2 separate regions of the Gossypium hirsutum genome follow, and region 1 is linked to region 2. The links are chromatin contacts, called in public Hi-C maps. All regions are on one chromosome and are shown on one strand. Each heading gives the region's core, a stretch centred on a gene start, on an enhancer-like site or on the middle of the called end of the contact. The rest is flanking DNA. Distances are from core to core; before and after follow the strand shown.

What was found. A called contact is a pair of places that touch in the nucleus more often than the background predicts.
Region 1: a contact with region 2 is called in a Hi-C map of petal, with 5 times the contacts expected there. The contact joins the enhancer-like site here to the promoter of LOC107920938 in region 2. A contact is called at or near these places in 5 of 34 Hi-C or Micro-C datasets (callus, leaf and petal).

The regions. Positions count from the first base shown.
Region 1 is chrD01:56,568,134-56,575,078 of Gossypium_hirsutum_v2.1, reverse strand. LOC107921330 (a long non-coding RNA gene) reads left to right here. Exons shown (of 4, transcript XR_001691020.2): 2 at 1-241; 3 at 366-455; 4 at 4,264-4,599. It also overlaps the pseudogene LOC107921548. Among protein-coding and RNA genes, the nearest start is that of LOC107921330, 4.3 kb to the left of the region's middle. Within about 2 kb of position 4,163, at least 6 of the 9 cell types and tissues checked have an H3K27ac peak or open chromatin away from gene starts, as enhancers often do.
Region 2 is chrD01:56,342,206-56,348,565 of Gossypium_hirsutum_v2.1, reverse strand. It overlaps LOC107920938 (lysine histidine transporter-like 7), which reads left to right and starts at 4,139. Exons shown (of 5, transcript XM_016850771.2): 1 at 4,139-4,630; 2 at 5,136-5,269; 3 at 5,388-5,827; 4 at 5,910-6,041; 5 at 6,113-6,360. The coding sequence starts at 4,341. It overlaps LOC121213956 (a long non-coding RNA gene), which reads right to left and starts at 513. Exons shown (of 2, transcript XR_005909542.1): 1 at 379-513.

The DNA of each region.
Region 1 (6,945 bases), core at 2,914-5,413, 230 kb before region 2:
ACACCATATGGTGATTGTAATTTTTGAAGGAAGAAGTAAATTCCATAGCTTTCTGTAAAAGTTTTTAATTTCGACCTGTACTAAATTAGCACTAGGATCCAAGTTAGCCTCTTGTAATAGTTTGTAAGCGCTTCTGACTAAAAATTCGCCGGACTGTTCTCCTCATCAGACTTGAAAATCATCGTGTTCAGCTTCCGCCGAAGGGATCTACAAAACCTTCTGTGCAATGTCCGCTTGAAAGGTATTGACTATTAAATATGTCTTCAATTTCTAATTGAAGCATCAATTAAGTCCGAAACTAACTTGATTTCTGCATTGTTGGATCTAATATTGATTCTATCTGTATCAACTCTTGGTACCCACAGATCATTCCAAACAGAGATTTGATCCCCCTACCGACTCTCCAGCATAGACCGTTTTTTAGTAACCCTTTTGCTGCCCAAACGCTCCTCCAGGTAAGCGAAGGTAAATTCCCTATCTGTGCATTAATAAAGTCTGAATTCGGGTAGTATTTAGCTTTTAAAACCCTTGCTAACAAAGAATTCAGAAAATTAATGAGTCGCCAACCTTGCTTGGCTAATAAAGCAATATTAAATTGCCCAAGATTTTGAAATCCCAAACCACCATTTTCTTTTACGGTACAAATATCCCTCCAAGCACACCAATGAATGTCCATTTTGCCACAATCCTTTTGCCACCAAAATCTCACAATAATGCTATCTAGATCCGCACACAAGGATTTAGCTAGTAAAAAATAGGCCATTGTATACGTCGGTATTGCTTGAAGAATAGCCTTAATGAAAACTTCTTTCCCAGCTTGAGAGAGATACCGAATACTCCAGTTGTCAATCTGCTGTTTAAGCCTGTCCTTTAAGTTTTGAAATGACTCTTTTTTCCTTCTGCCCACCATATTAGGCAATTCAAGATAACGTTTTAGGTCATTTGAACTACGAACACCGAGTATGCGAGTAACCAATTGTCTTTCTTCCTCCTGTGTGTTATTTCTAAAGAAAACGATTGAGTTGTCGAAATTGACACACTGACCCGAAAAGGTTCCATGCTCGCATAAAATTGCTTTCAGTAAAAGAGCTCCTCTTTCAGTTGACTCTCCAAACAAAATACAATCATCTTTAAATAACAAATGCGATACTTGTGGGCCCCTTCTGCTAGCCTTAACCCCTTACAATTGTCCTTCTCTTAGTGTCAGTCTCATAAGGCAAGATAAGCCCTCTCCACATATCAAAAATAAAAATAGGCTCAAGGGATCACCTTGTCTTAGTCCTCTCGTTGGTCGAAAGTTCTCTCCAATGTGACCATTAAAGACGACTGAATAAGATGTTGTGGATACACATGTCATAATAGATTCAATCCAGCTAGGGTCAAAACCCATTCGCACCATCATTTCCTGTACAAAATTCCATTCAACTCTATCCTACGTCTTACTCATTTCAAGTTTTATCGCTATAAACCCCTTTTTTCCTAATTTCTTCTGTTTTAGAGTGTGTAAAATTTCATATGCCAACAAAACATTATCTGAAATTAACCTTCCTGGCTCAAAAGCACCCTGTGCACCATCAATGTACTTTTCCAAAACTTCCTTAAATTGATTAGCAATAACCTTTGCCATTAGTTTATAAAGAACATTGCATAAACTAATGGGTTGAAAATGAGTAACATTGGTAGATTAGCTCTTTTAGGAAGAAGCACAATATGAGTAGTGTTAATTGAACTAACCTCTACACCTCCGTTCAAATGTTGTAAACAAAAGCATGTGACCTCTTTCCTAATGATATGCAAACACTTTTAATAAAATAAAACTGGAAATTCGTCTCCACCAAGTGCTTTTGTGAGCCCCATTCCAGTAAGCGCCTCCCAAATCTCTTCCTTTGTATATTGCACCGTGAGTCTTTAATTATCCTCCTCGCAAACACAACGGTCAATATCAATGTCCCTTTTCCCCAGTCAAAAATAAATTTTAAAAATAAGATCTAGCAATTTCTTCCATGTCTTGTGTATTTTACGTTTCCCTTCTAGCCGTATTCTGCAATTTCCGAATACAAGTTTTTCGTCGTCGTTGTGTTGCTTGATAATGAAAAATGGTTGTATTCCTATCCCCAAATTTCAGCCAATTAACTCGAGCTCTTTGCACCCAGTAACGTTCATACTTCTCAATCTCAAAATTCAATTGAAGCTTCGCATCAATCAGCTCTGCTAAATTATTATCATTCCTTTAAGCTTCCATCAACTGTGACAGTTTGGAGGATAAAAACTCCTTTTGTTTTCTAGATTGACATATGCGTGCAACCCATCTCTCCAAACCCTTTGTTAAACTTTCCAATTTCTGCAATAAATCTCCTATTTCCATTTCCCATCCGAATTTAATTTCACCATCTAATGACTCCTCCAAAACCCACCAAGCCTCAAATTTAAATATTTTCCTACTCCTCCAGTTGTCGTCTCTTTTTGTGGTAACTAAAAGAGGACAATAGTTAGAGAAAGAATGCACTAGATGATGAATTGTAGCTTCAGAAAACATAGACATCCAATTCTCGTTAGCCACACCTCTATCCAAATGCTCTTGGATATTTGTTTCTGACAAATTTCCTCTCTCCCAAGTGAAGCAATTACCAGAATAACCCACATCCATCATGTGACAATCTTCCAGAACATTTCGAAATTCCATTATTCTTTCATCCCTAGGCAACCCATTTTCTTTTCAAAACCATACATGGTTTCATTGAAATCTCTGCAAACTAACCAAGGGAGTTCCTCATTGCTACAAAGACTTTTCAAAAGATTCCATGATTCATCCTTATCCTGTGCATAAGGAGAGCCATAAAAGCCTTTATATCTCTATTTTTTCCCGTCATCAGGATCTTCAATTATCACGTCTATGTGCCTTTTTGAAAAATTCTGAAGCATGATAGTAGTATCACCTCTCCAAGCCAAACACAAACCTCCTCTAGATCTATTAGGGTCTACATCAATGCCATTAGCAAAACCACAACTTCTTTGCACTCTTTCCATCTGAATCTTCTTTATCTTTGTCTCCATAAAGAAGACCATCTGGGGATTATATTTCTTCAGCGTATGTCGAAGTCTCCAAACTGTCTGTGGATTCCCCAAACCACGAACATTCCAACTTAAAATTTTCATTGCGTTCAGTCCCTTTGCCTTTCGGCAGCCGCCAATGATAAAAAAATTATTGTCCTACATTCTCCTATTCCTTACCATTACAATATTGACCACTTCTCTCGTTATCGAATCTTCGATCTCCCCCTAGGTCTCTTTTTTCCTTCCTCTCCAATTAACACCCCTTCTTCCAAATTGTGCTCTATTGCAGAGTGGACCTGTTTGGCCAATAAATGTTTCCACCTTGTGAGGAAGAGGACAAATTCCCTTCCAAGTTGATCTCCAGGACAAGATCGATGGCAGTTCCATATCCCAAATTATTTCTCGTTCCCCATGGTCTGCATTTTGAAATGCGGTTACCATTAATACTTCCATCTGGATCACCTTCTCCATCTTCGCATAACCAAACACTGTTCATTGCCAAACTCTTTTGGACTGCGCTCACAAAGACAAATCCCAACCCATTACAACCACTTCTACCCCTAACGCCATTTTTACCTCACAAAATGAGTCATTGTGACCCAACCAACCATAATAGAAACAAAAAAGAGTCAATCTTTCATAATTAAACTTGACGTATGAACAATTCCCGAAGAACATAACCTGTTTTTTCCTCTTTAATGGGTGACGAACATCCAATTGAACTCTGATTCGCATGAAATTCCTATTTCCTTTCCCCAGATCTGAGCCATCATACTCCAGGAATTTTCCTAAGAAATCACCTAATTACCTTGCCAAATTTTCAGAAAAGAATCCCGTTGGAATATCATAAATTTGCACCCAGAAAGGTGTAAAAATTAAAGGGATTTTCAATGTGTAGAACCAGTAAGTGATTATTAAAAGTCCATGGTGAGCCCTTCAAAACTCTTTCTATGTCCATGACATGAAAAAATTGAAACAAAAATCGTTTTTCTCCTAAATCTCATATCTGAACGCCCGTAACAGGATGCCATAAATTCACCATGGTGTTTCTCATTGCTGGAAAGAGAATAACGCTGACTGTTAGAAAACATCCCACCAGTCGAAAAACTCTTTCTACCGTTTTCGTACTCAGCTTAATTTCTGCTTGTAAGACTGCATCTTCTTCTTCATTAAGCGTTAATTCAGCAAATTCATTTTCCATAATTGCAGGCCAGAGATTAAACCCCGTTGGACATACTATTCTGAAGGATTAAAGAAGTTTTGATAAGCGGCAGCCGCCTATACGAGTTGTGAACAAAAGAACCAGAAAACTTAAAAACATGCCAGAGAGACAGACAATTGCGTGCTAGGTGCTAGGGTAGCAGACTTTTACGTGTTATTATTGTGAATCGTAATTTTGAAATTTTAATAAATTAAATAAAATAAAGCTCTAAGAAAACGGAGACCATTAGATGGCCCTCGCTTAATTAACAAAGTTAAATGTGATGTTTTTAATTATTAAGGTTCAGAGATTTATTCTTATTTTAAGAACTATTTACTTATTAATTTATTTGAAAGTACTTTTCATCTAATTTTTAAGAAATGAGTTTTTTTAGAGAGTTAATAGAGAATCATCCGATGATTGTGATTGCTAACTATTTTATTCATCAAAAGGTTGAAGTAAAAATTAGTATTTTTTTATTGTGTTTGATAACCTTAAATTTAAAAAATTAAGTATTAAACTGAATTTATATTATAAAACTATTTGACACATTAATAAAAGTTAGTTGCACAAAAATAATTATTTTATTTGATAATAGTAAATGTTGATTTTATATTTATTATTTTATAAATTTAACCTTATTAATATGGTATTATTTATTTTATTGTGAATAATTTTGGATAAATTTTGTTGATACAATAGTTTTGAAATTTTTGAATGCATCCTTACTTAATTCCACAAGTTGGAATCAGATTCCAATCCCTTGAAACCGAATAATGTTTTCTTTGTTTCTTTTAATTTCGAATCGTAATTTTATACTTTATATTCATTTTCTTAAATTGAGCTTTTCAGATTTGGTTTGCAATTCCAATACGTAATCCATTCTTTTGGAAATAGAATTGTGTTTTACTCTAAGAATTGAGTCTTGAGTCTTGGTTTCTGCATCATTTATGTTAGAATATATGGTGTGAAGAGCTTAGCAAATATATATGGTGTGAAGGAAGGTGTGTCGTGTCTTGTGCCAACATAAGAACCACACTTGCTAACTACAAATTGATGTTTTAGCTGGTAATTCTCTATTATTGTATTTTCCACTTTCTTTCCGTATAAAAATTTTTCTTCTTATCTCTAGGTACAAGCAAATTGTTAAGGAATAAGCTTGTTGAGCTTAGGCTAGCAGTTAGGCAGTTAAAACAACTGGAATTAGTTTGTTAAGCAGTTAGTTGTTAGCTGTTAATCAAGTTAGGTAATTCTCTTATTCAATTAGAAAACCAGTTGAGTCAGCTAGGAGCCAGTGTTAGTGCTGAAAATCAGCTGCTTCACTAATTATTCTTGTATAAATAACAAAGACTCGGTCCTTATGGATTATTAGAGTCTATTTATTAAAACAAGTAGACCATTTTCTTTTTCTTGCTTCTTTCATTTTTGTTTTAGCTCTTTTCTTCTGTTGATCGAGTGCTTCTAACATGGCACCAATGCCAGTATTTTTTTGCTGTGTACAGTGGTAATTTGTTCATTAGAAGGTTCACTTTAAGGGGAAGTAGTTGTAGATTCAAGAAGTGGTCTTTATGACACCAGAGGTGGTTTCCGGGAATGAAGGCAGTGAACATCAGTCTTCCAATAATGATGAGCAGGTGCATTCTCTTCATATAGAACCAGGGTCATGTTCTTGTGTAGTCGGTAAGCGAATTCAGCAGTTTCCAGAACATGAAACTGTTTAATTGAGTGAAATCAAATAATGCTGATTCTTGAAGGTTATAATTTGCAAGGATATGTTCTTGGCTTTGTTAGTTGATAGGGATGGCAAGTAAGTAGATAATCCTAATTTTCTATCAAGATGAGTTCTTGGATTTGTTGGATCTGGTGCCGTGAATATAATATATTCATTTGTAAAATGGTAAAATTTTCGAATAGATTGAATAATAAAATAAATTCATGTATTACATTAATATAATTTGTATGATTGTCCTCGTATGGTTTTTGCACGCAAAGCAAAATGGAAGCAAATGTGCTCATTGGTTGTCTAACGTTTAAACAAATACTATGCAGTATTATGTGGCTGGATCCTAATATGAAAAGACAACTTGTATAAGTAGACGAACCTAAACATGTCCTCAGTCTAATCAGAAACAAGCAAACCGATTGAAATAATAATATGTCATCTATCAGGTCCAATTATGGAGATGCTTTGTCTTGGGCATCGGAGCGGGTGACTCTCAGAAGATAGAGACATGGATGTGACTGATTGGACTAACAATACATCGAATAGGACCCAAGAAGAATAGATCATGAATCCGTTTATGGATTTATTCCCTTGTGACGTTCATAGTGTGTCATACCTAAATCTTGAGTGGATGACGGGCTATGTATGCGTGACTCGTACACATTGATGTAAGTAAAAGTCTGAGTTCGAATAAATGAGGAACTGAAAGCTGGTGCGTTGGGTGTATGACTTCTGCAGTATGTAGCATCAATAACAACAGTGGAATTCATAGCCCGAGATGTGGGTAAATGATATCCTCTCATTGGCATTACATAGTTGATGAAAACTAAACGTGGCCACGGGTCATTCGTCTTTGTGATAAATGCTTGAATACTAATAACACTCTAGAATAACGTATTTTTATGTATTAATTATGTATTTATTCTGAGTATGATCCTGCTAATTTGAGGCAAAAGCAAAATTAAGA
Region 2 (6,360 bases), core at 2,890-5,389:
TAAAAATACGGCTCGAAAATCATATAATTTTTATTCAGTACGCTAAGTCATTATTATTAAAAATCACAATTATTTTAAAGATTCTAAATAGAACTATATTTCAAACAAATGAAAATAAAGTAGAAATAGTTAAAATCCCAAACTAAATCACCCAACCAGTCTTGAATAACCTAACATGTTGATCCAGTTGAGCATAATGCTAGAGTTTACTAATTTTATCTAAAACTATTTAATTATATTGTATTACAAGAAAAGCTGCCTAAAGATTAGATCTTTGTTTTCTAAGAATAGTTTAACCTATTCATTTAATTGTTAGGAACTAGCATTGACTTTCTTGCTCTCCTATCTATTTTAGCATAATAGAAAAAAAAAACTCACCTGTAAAATCAATTACAGCAGCCACGCCAAAAAAACAAAGCAAATCAGCAGGGATTGCAGAGAGACGTGAAGAGGCAGCAAAGCAATTGCCGGAAAAAAATAGCAGCAGGGCAGAGATGTGAAGATAGAATTTTTATTAGGGTTGAGTAATTTTTAATTAGGATTTTAGGGATTTATGATTAAAAAATTAAATTAAATGAGGTGTAGTTGACATGTCATTAATTGATTAGGAATGTAGTGTAACTGTTTCATATAATCCTTTCCCTTGCTTAAAAATCATAAAAATAACTTTATTCTAGTATTATTATTCTAATATGAGAGGAAATAAATAAATATATAAATAGAAGAGGAAATTGAAAGAGAAAGAGTGGAGAGTGGAGAGTGGCCTCTCAACTTGCAAAGCAATTCCACCAAATTCGTACCCCATGTCGAATCACTTCCTTTTCATGTTACCAAATATGTAATGGTGCACAAAACAATGTAAACACTTTTAAAATCCTTTCCTTCACTATAATAATTAAAGGTGTAACCAAATTAAATTAATTCAATTAGTCGATCAATTCATTTAACTTAAAACCAAAGATTAAGCATCTTAACAATTATAATTTCCTCAAATATTTATCTTAAGCTTCGAGTTTCTTAATCAATTATGTAAATATATAAACACAACAAAATTTTAATGCATCAATCTCAGGATTGAAGAATATCCTTAACCATACACCAAATTGTAATGCATGATGCTATTAACAGGTTTGTTAAAGGTTGTTTAAACTGAGTCGACAAGAACACTCAAGAGAGATGGATGATTGTTTTAATATACTTATTATTTATTTTAGATCTCAAAACAACATTATTATTTAATGGGTAAATTATAATTATCGTAATTAAACTATTAGTAAGTTTATATTTTGGTCACTTAACTTCAAAAAGTTATAAAATGGTCGCTAAACTATATAAAAGTTTTTTATTTAAGTCACTGGATTGTTAGTTATTTTATAAAGTTCAGCTAGCGAGTTTCAAGTGATGATTCGACGATTAAAGTGGTGGATCAATACCCATCAACGAGTAGAAAAACAAACCTTAGATCCAAGTCGATATGACGTTTAGTGTCGGAGACTGGAAAATAAATTTGTTTGGATTTTGGTTCATAAATTCGTGATGTTCAAAGTTGTTTCATGATGAAAAAACCCTAAACTGTAGAAAAGAAGGGAATAAGAACTTTCGATTGGTGTAGGCGATGCGAACAAAGAAGGCTATATACAACAATGATTTTAACAACTCAGTGACTTAAACGAAAACTTTTGAATGGTCTAATAATCATTGTGTAACTTTTTAAAATTAAATGACCAAAATATATACTTATTAATAGTTTAGCGACCCTTTATTTAATTCATTCATAATATATCTAATTTATTTGAATCAATAAATATTTTGGAATTTGCAACATATTATTATTGAGAAGATGTTGATCTTTCAAACGTGATACAAATACAATTGATTCGAGTATTTTATATATTTTATTTATCTTTTAATAATAATAACTTAAATTAATTATACAAAAATAAAAATAAAGTAGGTATGAAAGAATGGATGTCCCCAAAAGTTACCCCTTAATATTCTAATTACATTTCATCTTAGGCAACATCAAAATTGACCATGAAATTAAATATTTACATTTGTCAAGCGACTTTTTGTAAAAATCTTGACCAAAAATAAAAATATATTGGATTGAAAGAAGGTATGGATTTGTATTTTTACACATGGGTTGGCGGGTCATCTATTTCTTAATTAGCCGTGTAAACAACGTGTCCATCTTTCTCTCTTTTGAGTTTGTCACCAACTTTCCACTGCAACCCAAGGCATGCACATGAGTATGACGTTCTCAAATTTGAAAACTTATGCTCTTAGCTCCATGCAAACCCAATACATAGCCACCAATAATGCATCATTAATTAGGTAATCATGATTATTCAACCAATTATTAATTTAAAAAATTCTTTAAAATTATTAGTAATATTAGCAGTAATTTGAAAATGAATAATATTATCATAATTAATATTTATCAAATTAAAATTGTACAAATAGCAAAGAGTTCATTCTTCACATTAACTGTTTTGAATATAATATAAATAATAAACTTAGTGACAGAATGTATAATTTATATTTCTGACGGAATATGAAACCATTTTTGTTTCTTAAAAAAGAAAAAGAGAGTCTCCAGTGAGAACATAAACCATTAATTAATTAATCAAATATTTGTAGGATCTTGAACATGATTTTATTCCATTTTATATGGATCCCAACCACAATATGATTTTTTCTTTTTGCTTAACATCATTAATATCAAAAAATTATCATTTTCCCCTAAATAAAATCATTTTTGTATACTTGTCCCATTAGCCTATGTACTATACATATTTTTAAAAAAAAAAAAGAAAAAAGGCCGGTTCGTGTGGAAAATCCCATGCCTGATCTAATTATGTCATTGGTATAAAAACAGTAAACGTCATTGCCTTATATCAGCATTTCACATTCATATTCCCACCGTATTTTCGACACTTTCGACCTATGTTATCTTTAACGCAAATACTTGTGCTATATACTAATAGGGGATTGACTCCTTCACTTTTTTAAGTATTGTCGGACAATCGATATGGTCCTTAGCAATCATTGGTATTGTTTCGAGATTTAAGTTTTGTGATGGAGAGAGTACGTACTTAAAGAACGTGTAGATATTTAACTAATAAAGTTGCACACGATGTAGATCAAACCACCAATCAAGGTATAACTAGTCTTTCAAGGAAACTAATCGACCCCCCTCAACAACTAGCAATATTTCTTGGGATATTGAACTCATTTCTTTACCCAAACATATAAAAACACTTCATGAGTTGACAACTTAATGATTTTTCATAATATAATTATCGTATTTTATGAAAATTAAAGAAATTAGTTCTGTTGATAATAGACAAAGATAGTTAATATCGTATCAATAGACGTACCATTTTTTTACTAATATCGATATTTAACGATACTGATTTATTTCGATGCATCATTTTAAACTTATCGCTACTCTTTTAAATATGTATATATATAATATTAACCAATTGTATAAAAGATGCTACACATAATATATATCCTAAAAGTAAAATTGCTACACTTAATAAAAGGTGAAGATGGAAAAAAATTTTAAGGGGTCAAAATTGAATTAGTGAAAGAATATATTAAATAAATTCATTTTTATGTAGAAAAAATCATTTTTGGGCCTAAAAAATGAACTTTTTTGTATTGGCCACTGGTGAAATCTATGGATGTGCATTGATGTGGGCTATATGGATCTAAATTTATGATAAAATAAAATTTAAACTTTTGTTATTTCACTTTACCACCAATAAATTTGTGATGAAATATTGATTTCTAAATCAGTAATTTACTATTTTAATTAGATTAATATCTCCATTATGATAAGAGAATAAAATTTTGACAAATTAAAGGATTAATTTTTTTTATAAAATTTATAATTAAATCGATTGATAAGGAAAAAGAAAGAAAGTTATAAACACCGTAGCCGTCAACTACTTTTTATCTTTTATCAAAGTTAATATATATTTTATGCATAAATAGAAAAGTGTGATGCTGAAAGGGCCTATTTTTGGGTGGTTAAATAAAATTTCAGAAAAAAATGAGAGGATTGATGATGTAATAGGTATGACGTATGCCATTATTGATTATACCTTTAAAAGTTGGCCACACCCTCGTTGGTGAGACAAACTGTCGTGAAATTCATTGTTGAAATGAAACAGCAGAAATCTTAGGTCTTGTTGTTGATTTCCCGGTCTGGTGGGCAGTGCGTTAGGTTTCACATGTCCAATACTCTTGGTTCCTTATATTATTAAACTCAACCCCCCCTCCCCAACATTTCTATTATTCTTAGCTTTGAGATCGGAAGGAGTTTTTGGATTATGGGAGAAGTAGTAGTACCCATTGAAGACAAGTCGAAGCATGTGCTTCCACTTTATCTACCACCTACGCCCGTTCCTTTCCAAATTATCACCATTAAGGACACGCCTGGAGCTGCGGCTGGAGTTTCTCCGCCACCACAGGGTGTGGTCAACCTTAGTGAACTTGAATCTTGGCTGCCTCTAACCGAGTCCAGAAATGGCAGCACTTTCTCTGCTATTTTACATCTGCTTTGTTCAGGGATTGGGTTTCAGGTCCTTTTCCTCCCTGTTGCTTTTGCAAGTCTTGGATGGTGAGTTTTTGCAACTCATTTTGTTATATTACTTTTTATCCCACCCTCTTCAAATCACCACTCTCAAACAAACCAACAAAAACATGGTCTAGTCTGTCTTGTTTTGCTCAACTCAAACATGGCAATATTTGTTGATCACAAAGCTGATCTGTTTCCAAAATTTCCGAGTTTCAGTGTGGGGTCTTTAGGGGGGACCATCTAAAGAAGAAAGAGTCTCTTTTCCATGTACTAAATACTAATTAATACAATAACTTAATCTCCAAAGACCCAAAAGAAATGTTGAAAGAAAGAAAATTGTCCTTCTGTTTGAACCTAGACTTCAAATAATTCCAGCTTTATTTCCAACGACCATTGTTGGTATGGCCCATTTTTTCTTCTTTTGTCTTCCTTTTTGAACCCCAAAAAAAAAGTTGGGAAAACAAAACTTGGAAGCTAAGGTTTTCTTTTTCTTTGTTTTTCATGTGCTATTGCTTAAATTTTTTCATACAATTTTGAATTTGTGTAGGGCATGGGGGATCATATGTTTGTCCATAGCATTCATGTGGCAACTCTACACCACATGGCTTCTAGTAAATCTTCATGAACCTGTTCCTGGAATCCGTTGCAGCAGATTCGTCCGCATGTCAATTCTTGCCTTTGGTTAGTAGTTCGTTAAAATAATACCCCCCCTCCCAAGTCAAAGGTCTTTCAACTTTCACCAATCTTGATTGTGCCCCCCAAATGGACTAAAAACTTTCCTAATTTGATCCCATTGCAGGCCCAAAGCTTGGGAAGTTGCTGGCAATCTTCCCAGTAATGTATCTATCAGGAGGCTCTTGTGTTATGCTTATTATCACAGCAGGAAGTTCCATGGAACAACTTTTCAACATCATATGTGAGGAAGGAACCATGTGTGGATCCATGTCCCTGAGTGGTACACAGTGGTTCCTCATATTTACTTGCATAGCCCTTATCATTGCTCAATTATTCCCCAATTTAAATTCAATAGCCCGAGTTTCTCTAACCGGTGCCATAACTTCCATTGGGTACTGTACTATGATATGGGCTCTATCCATCAGCAAAGGCAGGCCAAATGATGTCTCTTACGGCATACCAGTTGCTGACAGAACTGGTATGACTGGATTTGGTAACATCTTGAATGCCATTGGCATCATTATGCTTGCATTCAGAGGTCACAATCTTATTCTTGAGATTCAGGTGATTAATCTTAACCGCTATGAACTCTTTTACTTCAGTTCAGTACATGTGGAAACTAATTATATTTAATTGTTGAGTGAAGGGGACATTGCCATCAGATTCAAAGCACCCATCACGGAAATCTATGTGGAGAGGAGTAATGGTATCGTACATGATAATAGCAATGTGTTTATTTCCACTTGCAATTGTTGGATTTTGGGCTTATGGAAACAAGGTAAGCAACATTGCGATTTAATAATATACTTCATTGGTTAACATTATTGACAGTAATTCCATTTCTTCCAGATACCTGAAGAAGGGATTCTAACTGCATTTACAAAATTTCATGGACAAGACACTTCAAAGTATGTAATAGGCCTGATCTACATATGGTTAACTATAAGTTGCATAACGTCATACCAAATCTATGCCATGCCTGCTTTCGACAACTTAGAGTTTATTTACGCCAGCAGTAAAAAAAGGCGATGCCCAGGGTGGGTTCGTGCCGGTATACGCCTTTTCTTCGGAGGGGTCACGTTCTTCGTAGCAGTGGC